Regions from separate parts of the Triticum aestivum genome. Here region 1 is linked to region 2. Evidence: chromatin contacts called from public Hi-C data. All regions are on one chromosome and are shown on one strand. The core of a region is the stretch at or near the end of the contact, and the rest is flanking DNA. Distances in the headings are between cores, read along the strand shown. Region 1 has its middle 59 kb from the start of LOC123045363. Region 2 has its middle 150 kb from the start of LOC123045362.

The links. A called contact is a pair of places that touch in the nucleus more often than the background predicts.
Region 1: a contact with region 2 is called in a Hi-C map of leaf, with 5 times the contacts expected there. The contact joins two enhancer-like sites. A contact is called at or near these places in 2 of 5 Hi-C or Micro-C datasets (both in leaf).

What each region holds. Positions count from the first base shown.
Region 1 is chr2B:447,400,041-447,404,318 of IWGSC CS RefSeq v2.1, forward strand. No RefSeq gene overlaps it. Among protein-coding and RNA genes, the nearest start is that of LOC123045363, 59 kb to the right of the region's middle. Within about 2 kb of position 2,856, at least 7 of the 8 cell types and tissues checked have an H3K27ac peak or open chromatin away from gene starts, as enhancers often do. A contact at or near this core is called in leaf, where this site is marked.
Region 2 is chr2B:447,138,022-447,141,800 of IWGSC CS RefSeq v2.1, forward strand. No RefSeq gene overlaps it. Among protein-coding and RNA genes, the nearest start is that of LOC123045362, 150 kb to the left of the region's middle. Within about 2 kb of position 2,175, at least 4 of the 8 cell types and tissues checked have an H3K27ac peak or open chromatin away from gene starts, as enhancers often do. A contact at or near this core is called in leaf, where this site is marked.

The DNA of each region.
Region 1 (4,278 bases), core at 1,606-4,105, 260 kb after region 2:
CGCAGCACGCATGACGCTGCTGTCTGCCTAATTAATTCCGGGAGACAAACCTCTCTTAATTTCTGGACCATGGCAGCCTAGCTAACGCCCCCACAGGCACGCACAGGTGCCGTCCCTCCCCGCGCAGACGATTGCATCTCATCTCCAGGAGGATCCAACGACCATTATACAAATATACTACAGTATAGTAGTAAGGTCAACTCGACCCCGCGACTCCATTATGTCCAGACCCGTCCGTTTGGGGTAAAACGTACAAACTGGACGGCCCAGCGCGCGGGAGCACACGGACTTTTATCCGTTTTGTGTTCGTTTTTGACCAATCCGAGGTTCAAGTTTGCGCCATTTTTGGGGTGAAACGGACACCACGCGGACGCGCCAGCAGTCTGCGCATGTCCTTCCCTAGCCCGCCCGTCGGTGGCACATGACGGGCCTTTTTCTACCCGCCCCCTCCCTCCCTCCCGCCGCATCCCAATCCACTCTTCTCCACTCTTCCCCACTCTTCCGCTCGTCGCCGCCGCCGCTGCCGCTGCCATTGCAACCGTGCAACTCGGACGCGCGCTCGGCCAGCCCCTTCCCCTCGTCGCCGCCGAGCTACCGCACCACGGCCACCTGGTTTGCGCACCCGCCAGCCGAATTTGGGGCGGATCCGGTCGGTATTGAGCTCGCCCGGCTGTGGGAGGCCGGGCCGCGCCATGGACTGGCCCGGCACCTCGCTGGAAGGCCCTGACAGGGCCGCAAGGCCACATGCAGGCAGTGGCTCGTCCTCTAGCCGCTCAGATCTGGATCGTCGGTGGTCCGCCGGCAGATACGTGAATGGCAGCCTACCGGGCTCGGTGCTTGCCCAAAAGCTTGTCGGCGCACCGTTGCCCCTCATCAAGTGCGACCACTGCCCAAGGATGGTCGTGCGCCACGTGTCTACAACGCCGGAGCATCCCGGATGGGTGTTCATCAAGTGCTTAAACGATGGGGTATGTGCTCTTTTTAGCTTCGGTTTGTGCTCTTGGATTAGACTAGTTATGCTAACTTTAAGTTTTATTGTGTAGAATGGATGCAAGTTTTGGTATTGGAAAGAAGAGTACATCGATATATTGATAGAGCAAAATCTAGTACATGTTCGTGCACTTTTAGCTAGCCTAGAGGCTGTAGATGAGACAAGTGCACTTGTTGCTAGATTAGAGGCTAGGCACGATACTACGTGTGAGGAAGCAACGTCGACTTCTGGCTTGAAGAAGAAAGGAGGGTGCAATGTCGAGCCTACTCCATAGATCAACAATGAGTACATCGAGAAGGCCCTAACCCAACTCAAGGGAGCAGTTATGAAAGTTGGGTATCTTCTCAAATGTATTCTTGTGGTTCTTGTTTTTTTGGCCTTGCTTTACTAGTCAAAATATGATGATATATTGTCATGTATCAAAATGAATGATGAAATTTTTTTTAAGGACTTGCAAAGAAAAGTGCATGCGGACAAGATGCGGCCGGAATGCGTCCGCCGCTGGGCGCGGCCACCGCATCCCGAAAACTGTCCGGACACGACCCCATTGCCCTATCCAAACGGACAGAATTCGGACAAAACGGACACACGTTTGAGGGTCGCGCGATGGAGTTGGCCTAAACAAAAGGGTCGCGCTAACTGCCACACGTGTGGCAGGAAGGGAGACGCACCACACGTCTCTAATGTAAACAGATTGCCACGTCATCGCATGCATGCATGCAGAAATCTTTTTGGATTTTCAGTTTTTAAAATATTTTATCTCTTAAACGAAAAATCCGATTGAAAATCCGTTTTCACCATTAAATCCCTCGCGATGAGATCTTCGAAACTAGATCCATGTTGATATGTTTTGATGAAATTTTTTTTGGATTAAAAGTTGCCATGTCTATTGCATATGAATTGCCATGATGTTTACACTGAAGTTGCCATGATATGTTTCGGCTATTTTCTTCTACATTTAAAAGTAAATTTTGACATTTATAAAACGGGGAATTAAGAAACTAGACTTGCCATGAACCATAAACTAAAATTGCCATGATACATGCACGTAAAATTGCCATGGTTCATACAAAAAATAATTTTCATGGTCAAAGTATTGGAGTTGCCATCATCAAAATACTAAAATTGCCATGATGTACAAACTAAAATTGCCACATGGCAACTTTAGTTTAAGCCCTATGGCAACTGCAGTGTAAACATCGTGGCAACTTCTGGCAAAAAAAGAAATCGTCGAAATATATCAACATGGGGTCTAGTTTTGAAGATCTCGTCGAGACGAATTTAATGATAAAAACGGATTTTTAGTTTGCTTTTTTATTTAGGAGATACAACATTTTGAAGCCGAAAATCAAAAAATATTCTTCTGGTGTCATTTATTCATATGTGGCAAAATAAATGGTGATGGAGGCGTGTGGGCGATGTGCAAACGCCCACACATGTGAGCGTTAACATTTCCAAAAAGAAAAGATCCAACGACCGGCCACGTGCTGGCATTACTACGCTACGGAGTACTCGCACGCAGACGAGCCCCCCTGAGCTGAGCAGAGCTGGCGCGCAGAGGAGCCCTCGAGCTGAGCTGGCTTGTTTTGAGTTTTTTTCTCTCATAGCAGATGGTGGAAGACGTAGCAGTAGTAGTAATTTTCTTCTCGGCAGGGCTGAAGATGTCTGCATTTAGAGCTATTCATACTCTACAGCAACTGGTCTGTCCGCATCTGGAAAAAGAAAACTGGTCCGTCCAGCGCAATTTCCTCTTCCACCCGTCTCACTCGCTCTCGCACGGCAGACGGCGCGGTGGGGGTGGGGGTGGGGGGTGGCTGTCCGATCCCGTTCACACCAACAGGCAAACAGTGGACGGTCGCAGCAACCTGTACCCGCGTGGACCGGCTTTGAGTAAGAGAAATGGTGGTGGGCCGCACCGCTGGTCGTACTCTCTGGGTTGGGTTTGCCTTTTCGCCGTTCCGGCGTGGGGTCTAGGCCTGATCATTCCTCTCCCATGACGCCAATGACCAGAATCCATGAGAGTGATGGGCGAGGGCGATGTGTGGTCCTGCGTGTTGGGCGGATCGGTGACACTGCTCAGTCGACCAAGCAGTGCCGCGAGATGGGAGCAGCTGGGGCCTATGCAAATGGGAACATGGGAGCAACAATCACTTCCTTCCCATGCATGATGTACACACAGCCAAATCAAAACACGCTTCTTCGCAAAAAAAAAAACACGCTAATCAAACTTAGTACTATAGTAATACTAGTAATTGTTCTAGATAATGGTTGAAATTTACTAAATGGAAATTAATGTTGAAAGAAGCTCAACCTAACCAAAACGGGCATGCCACCCTTCAAACATCAAACTTACCAAATGGAGTGCATGGGGTTCAAGTTGTGACCATGAAAACAAAATACTTCCAAAAAAAAAATACAAATGGGGTAAACCATCCACTGAAAGGAAATTCAAACCGAAGGCAAAACCGAGAGAAAATTAGTAGAATATAATCACTTATTTATTTATTTATTAAGTTCCATAGTACTAGTTGTAATTGGAGGGGGTTTTTTGAGATGGATTTTAGGATGGTTCTAACCGTCAGAACAAAATTAATATTCTTTTATGGGAATGTTAAATGGAGAAGGTCTCAGGGAACGCCCCCACGGCCATTGGATCCAGATCACTAGGATGGCTATTGTTTTAAGAAAATTGATGTCATTTTTTTGGTACATGACATTTTTCTCTATTAGTCATCGTGATTTTTGAAAAATTGGCAATTTAGTTGAAATTGCATGGCGATTTGACTGTTCATTGGGGATAGGCGACCAGTGAACGTTCCCCAGATATTGGCATTCATTTTTTTAGATAAAAATAACATTTTCTTTTGTAGAAAGATAAAATAACAATTGATGAATACTTGGCCCCATCAGGTTTAGTATTGAAGGATTGACTAATGATTTAATCTACCTCGTTTATTATGGACACATAGTATAGATTATTTAACCTCTTTTGTCACGAAAAACATTTAACTTATTTAGGATAATGTTAAACTATCATGGGCTCTTTGGTTCACAGGATCTGGAGTTTTAGGCCCCTCCCAATGCTTCACCTTGTACAGGTGCTAAGGCTCTCATGTAGGCAAAAAGTGGCAAAAGTCTGATGTGGCAAGGTAATTAAGAGGAGAGAGATAAGTGTGGTGACCCTAGGAAGAAACAATGCTAAGCGCGAGAACCTAGGCAAAAGACTTGAATGAAAGAATCCCACCAATGCATGAAGAACTTTAGTTGCAAAACCATTAAGTGAAGGA
Region 2 (3,779 bases), core at 925-3,424:
TGTCATTCTTTATCTTCTTGATCTGCACTCTGTTTCTAACTGAATATGCAGTCAGTGCATGTCTTAGCTCAACCACATCAGCAAATACCATCCCTACTTTAAACACAGGGGAAATCATGTCCACCTTTGCATTGAAAGCTTTAAACTTGTACCTAAGTTCATCTGCTTGCTCAGCTGATAGGTTGAGATCTTCATCCTCAAGCAAGTATTCAGGCTCCACATCATCCTCATCCTGATCAGCTTCTTCATCAACATCAAAGTCAATGTTGTCATCATAAAAATCATCATCACCATCATCTATGTCATAGTGACTATCACTGAAATCAGAATCTGAAACAACTACATCTTCAATAACTGTTTCTCCATCTGCAGTTAGCATGTTGTGATCAGCACCCTCAATAAGCAAACTCTGTGGGTCTGTTCCAATTGCTGCAATCTCTAACAAGGGATCTTCAGTTACCATGTTCTGCAAAGCACCCTCAATAAGCAAACTATCTGGGTCTGTTCCATTTGCTGCAATCTCTGACAAAGGATCTTCTACAAAGGCTGAAACTAGGCTATGGGAAGGGGATGCACTTGCTGCTGCAAAACTTGTTGTTGATGTTATGAAAGATAGGGGCAATGTGCACACCAAGTCAGACCTGAAGTTGCTGATGAAATCTGTATGGTCAACCATGACTGCAAGCATCTTATGCTCAGCACTAGCTCTGATCATATGTTGCACATCCTCATCACTGCTAATTCTGAACAAACCATCTGAGATTGGTTTATTTGGTTTGCTTAAGTAAATGATGTGCTCACTCACAGGATATCCCAACCAAACCAAGTGTTGTTCAAGGAATGCATAAGAGAAAGTGCCAGAGTCAACAAAGTCTAGGACCTCAACAGAAGGGTTCCAGTACTCCAGGTTTGTGATTGGGCCACAGAAAATGCCACCATGCTCAAGTTCCAGTGTAAAAAATGGACTGTCCACCCTTTCTCCAATTGCTGCATCACATACTATATTCAAAACAAAGATGCATCAGTTAACTGAATATTAAGTTAACTGAATAAATTAGTCAATTGCAACATACTTGAACAACAACTTAAGGTTCAGTTAACTGAACCTTTCAGTTAACTACAGTAAGCTGAAAAAGATGAACTTAACTACAGTACTTGACAAAATTTTGATAACTACAGTAACTGAAAATATTCAGTTAACTACAGATAACTGAAATATTCAGTTAACTACAGATAACTGAACTACAGATAACTGAATATATTCAGTGAACTAAAATAGCCAAGTTTGTACTCTGTACATAACATCTTCAACATCAAAAAGGAGTTAAATTTCACAACACGAACAGATGCTTGAGTAGAGTGCAGGCTAAAGCACAACGAAAAGCCAACTACAAAGGCATTAACATCTAATTTGTCCGCCATAAACCCTAGCTATCGTGTTGAATCCAAACCTAAATTCATCGACCGAAACCCTAGCTCCACTTCGCCATACATGACCCTACTCAAGAAACTCCCACTACACGACCCTGATTCGAACACAACTGGACGCGATTCGAGCTGCAAACGGCGGGGCGACAAGCTCAGAGAAGCAAAGCAGAGGAGAGGACAGGGAGGAAAAGAAAGCAGAGAAGGGGCGTCGAGAGCTCACGGTAATCAGGAGGGAATGCTCCGAACGGCCGGACGAGATGTGTAGATGCCGGCGTCTCCACGCCCCCGGCGAAGGGCGGCGACGACGCCTCCGTCGCTGACGTCACCATCGCCCCGCCAGCCCGTGTCGCCCCGACAGCGACCAACTGAACCCTCTCGAACGGACGCGAAGTGGAATCCGACAGATTTAATTCAGGTGGTGGGTGACTGCGGGTTGAATCAGGGAAACGGCAGGGGGTTTTGTGCAAAACTGGCAGCGCTGACCGGCCCAGCCAATTGGCGAGCTCTGATTGGCCTGGGACTAAAACATCACATTGGATGCAAGTTGAGGTATGGTTTGGTCTAGTTTTGCAATTTTGGAACTAAAACATCACATTGTGTGCAAGTTAGGGTACCTGGGTGCTATTACCTCAAAAGCAAGTTTTGTCCTCTATCGCATGAATCACCAAGCCATTATTCAGTACAGTATGTATAATAGTGTACTATCATCTGGACCACGATTCCCAGCCGGTACGGAAAGAGAAAGTTACCGGCACGACACGCCCATGTGGGGTCACAAATACTAGTAGCAGGGCACGCCAGCGGCTCGATCATAATCCGTGCATCTGGTCATACTAGCAATTTAGGCCAGCGTGTACGATGACTATGACATGAAGCACTGTGGGCGATGTTGCTGATACCTAAAAGTTTCAGCGCCTAATTTAGCTAGCTAGCTAGCTTGGCACTATCAATCATCCATTGTCTCGTCTAAGAGATAGTGATCGTGCCCCTAAGTTATAGGCCCACATGCCGTGGACCTTTCACTGCTGTTCAACTAGTCATGCCATGGCTGTCAAGGTGTCAATCAAGCCACCGCAGCCATGATTCTGCGGATTTCCTTGTGTACAATACTGTACGTGGAAGAGAGAAAAGAAGAATCATGTGAGCTTAACTTTGAAAATTAATTAACCCAGTCGACATGTGGGTGGTTGTTGCCACTCGTACAACGTGGAGTAGTTCCTTTCTGTACGGCGCAAATTATTTAGACAAGGCATTGATTTATGGATCCTCCAGCATTTTCCGGCTCCATGTGTACGTAGTATTGACTGGTCCGCTCTCTTGGTGGGATGGCCAGAAGACCAAAATAATATACCTGTGGATCTGCTCTTCACGGCACTTGAATATGCGGGGCTGACGCCGCCGTACGCACCAAGGCAGGAAAGGAGGATGCATGTGTTCTGATTTCCAACGCACACCACCTTGGTTTGGCATATGCTTGCATGTGGTTTCTAGTCTAAACGCACGCCACCCTTCGTCACCTGTCACCTCCATATAGCTATAAATCTGTCGATTTCGAGGTAGCTTCACTCGCAAAAAGTACAATAAAAAAAATCGTGGTAGCTTAAGCCTTAATGTCACCTTTAGTTGAGATGGAGGAATTAATAAAGTGAACAAGGGAATCTAGTATACATGCCTACAGAAAACAGCGGAGGGCTGGAGTATGTATTCTGCCACTTCACCGGGACAAGGATATTTTGGCTAGATGTGGATCTAACGCAAAGCTAAAGTTATGGAGATCTCCCCCGCAAAAAAAAAGAAAGTTATGGAGATCTGAAATCTGAGGAGTTGAAAGTCTAGAAAGCAACAAATGATTGATCTCTTTTAGTTAGTTGCGCGTGAACCATTTTCTATGTGAAACAACCCTGCTTAATCGTGTACACCCTCTGCCCGGGTTTATTGAACACTCTCGGATATAGTGTTAAACTTTGATCATAAAATTAACATGTAATATTATATGAGCTATACTCCCTCTGTCCTTGAAAGAGTGTACTTCCAACTTTGTTGGAGGGTCAAACTATCTCAAAGTTTGACCAAGTTTATGCAAAAATATATCAATGTTTGTGAAATCAAATAGATATATAATGAAAATATATTTTATCATGAATCTAATGCTACTGATTTGATGGCATAAATGTTGGTCTATTAATGTATAAATACGGTCAAACATAGAAAAAGTTTGACTTTCCAACAAAGTTGGAAGTACACTCTTTCAAGAACGGAGGGAGTATGTAACAAAACTTATATGGTGGGGATCATCTTTCTCATACAAATTTAATGATATTCATATAAATTATATGTTGTGGATTATATAG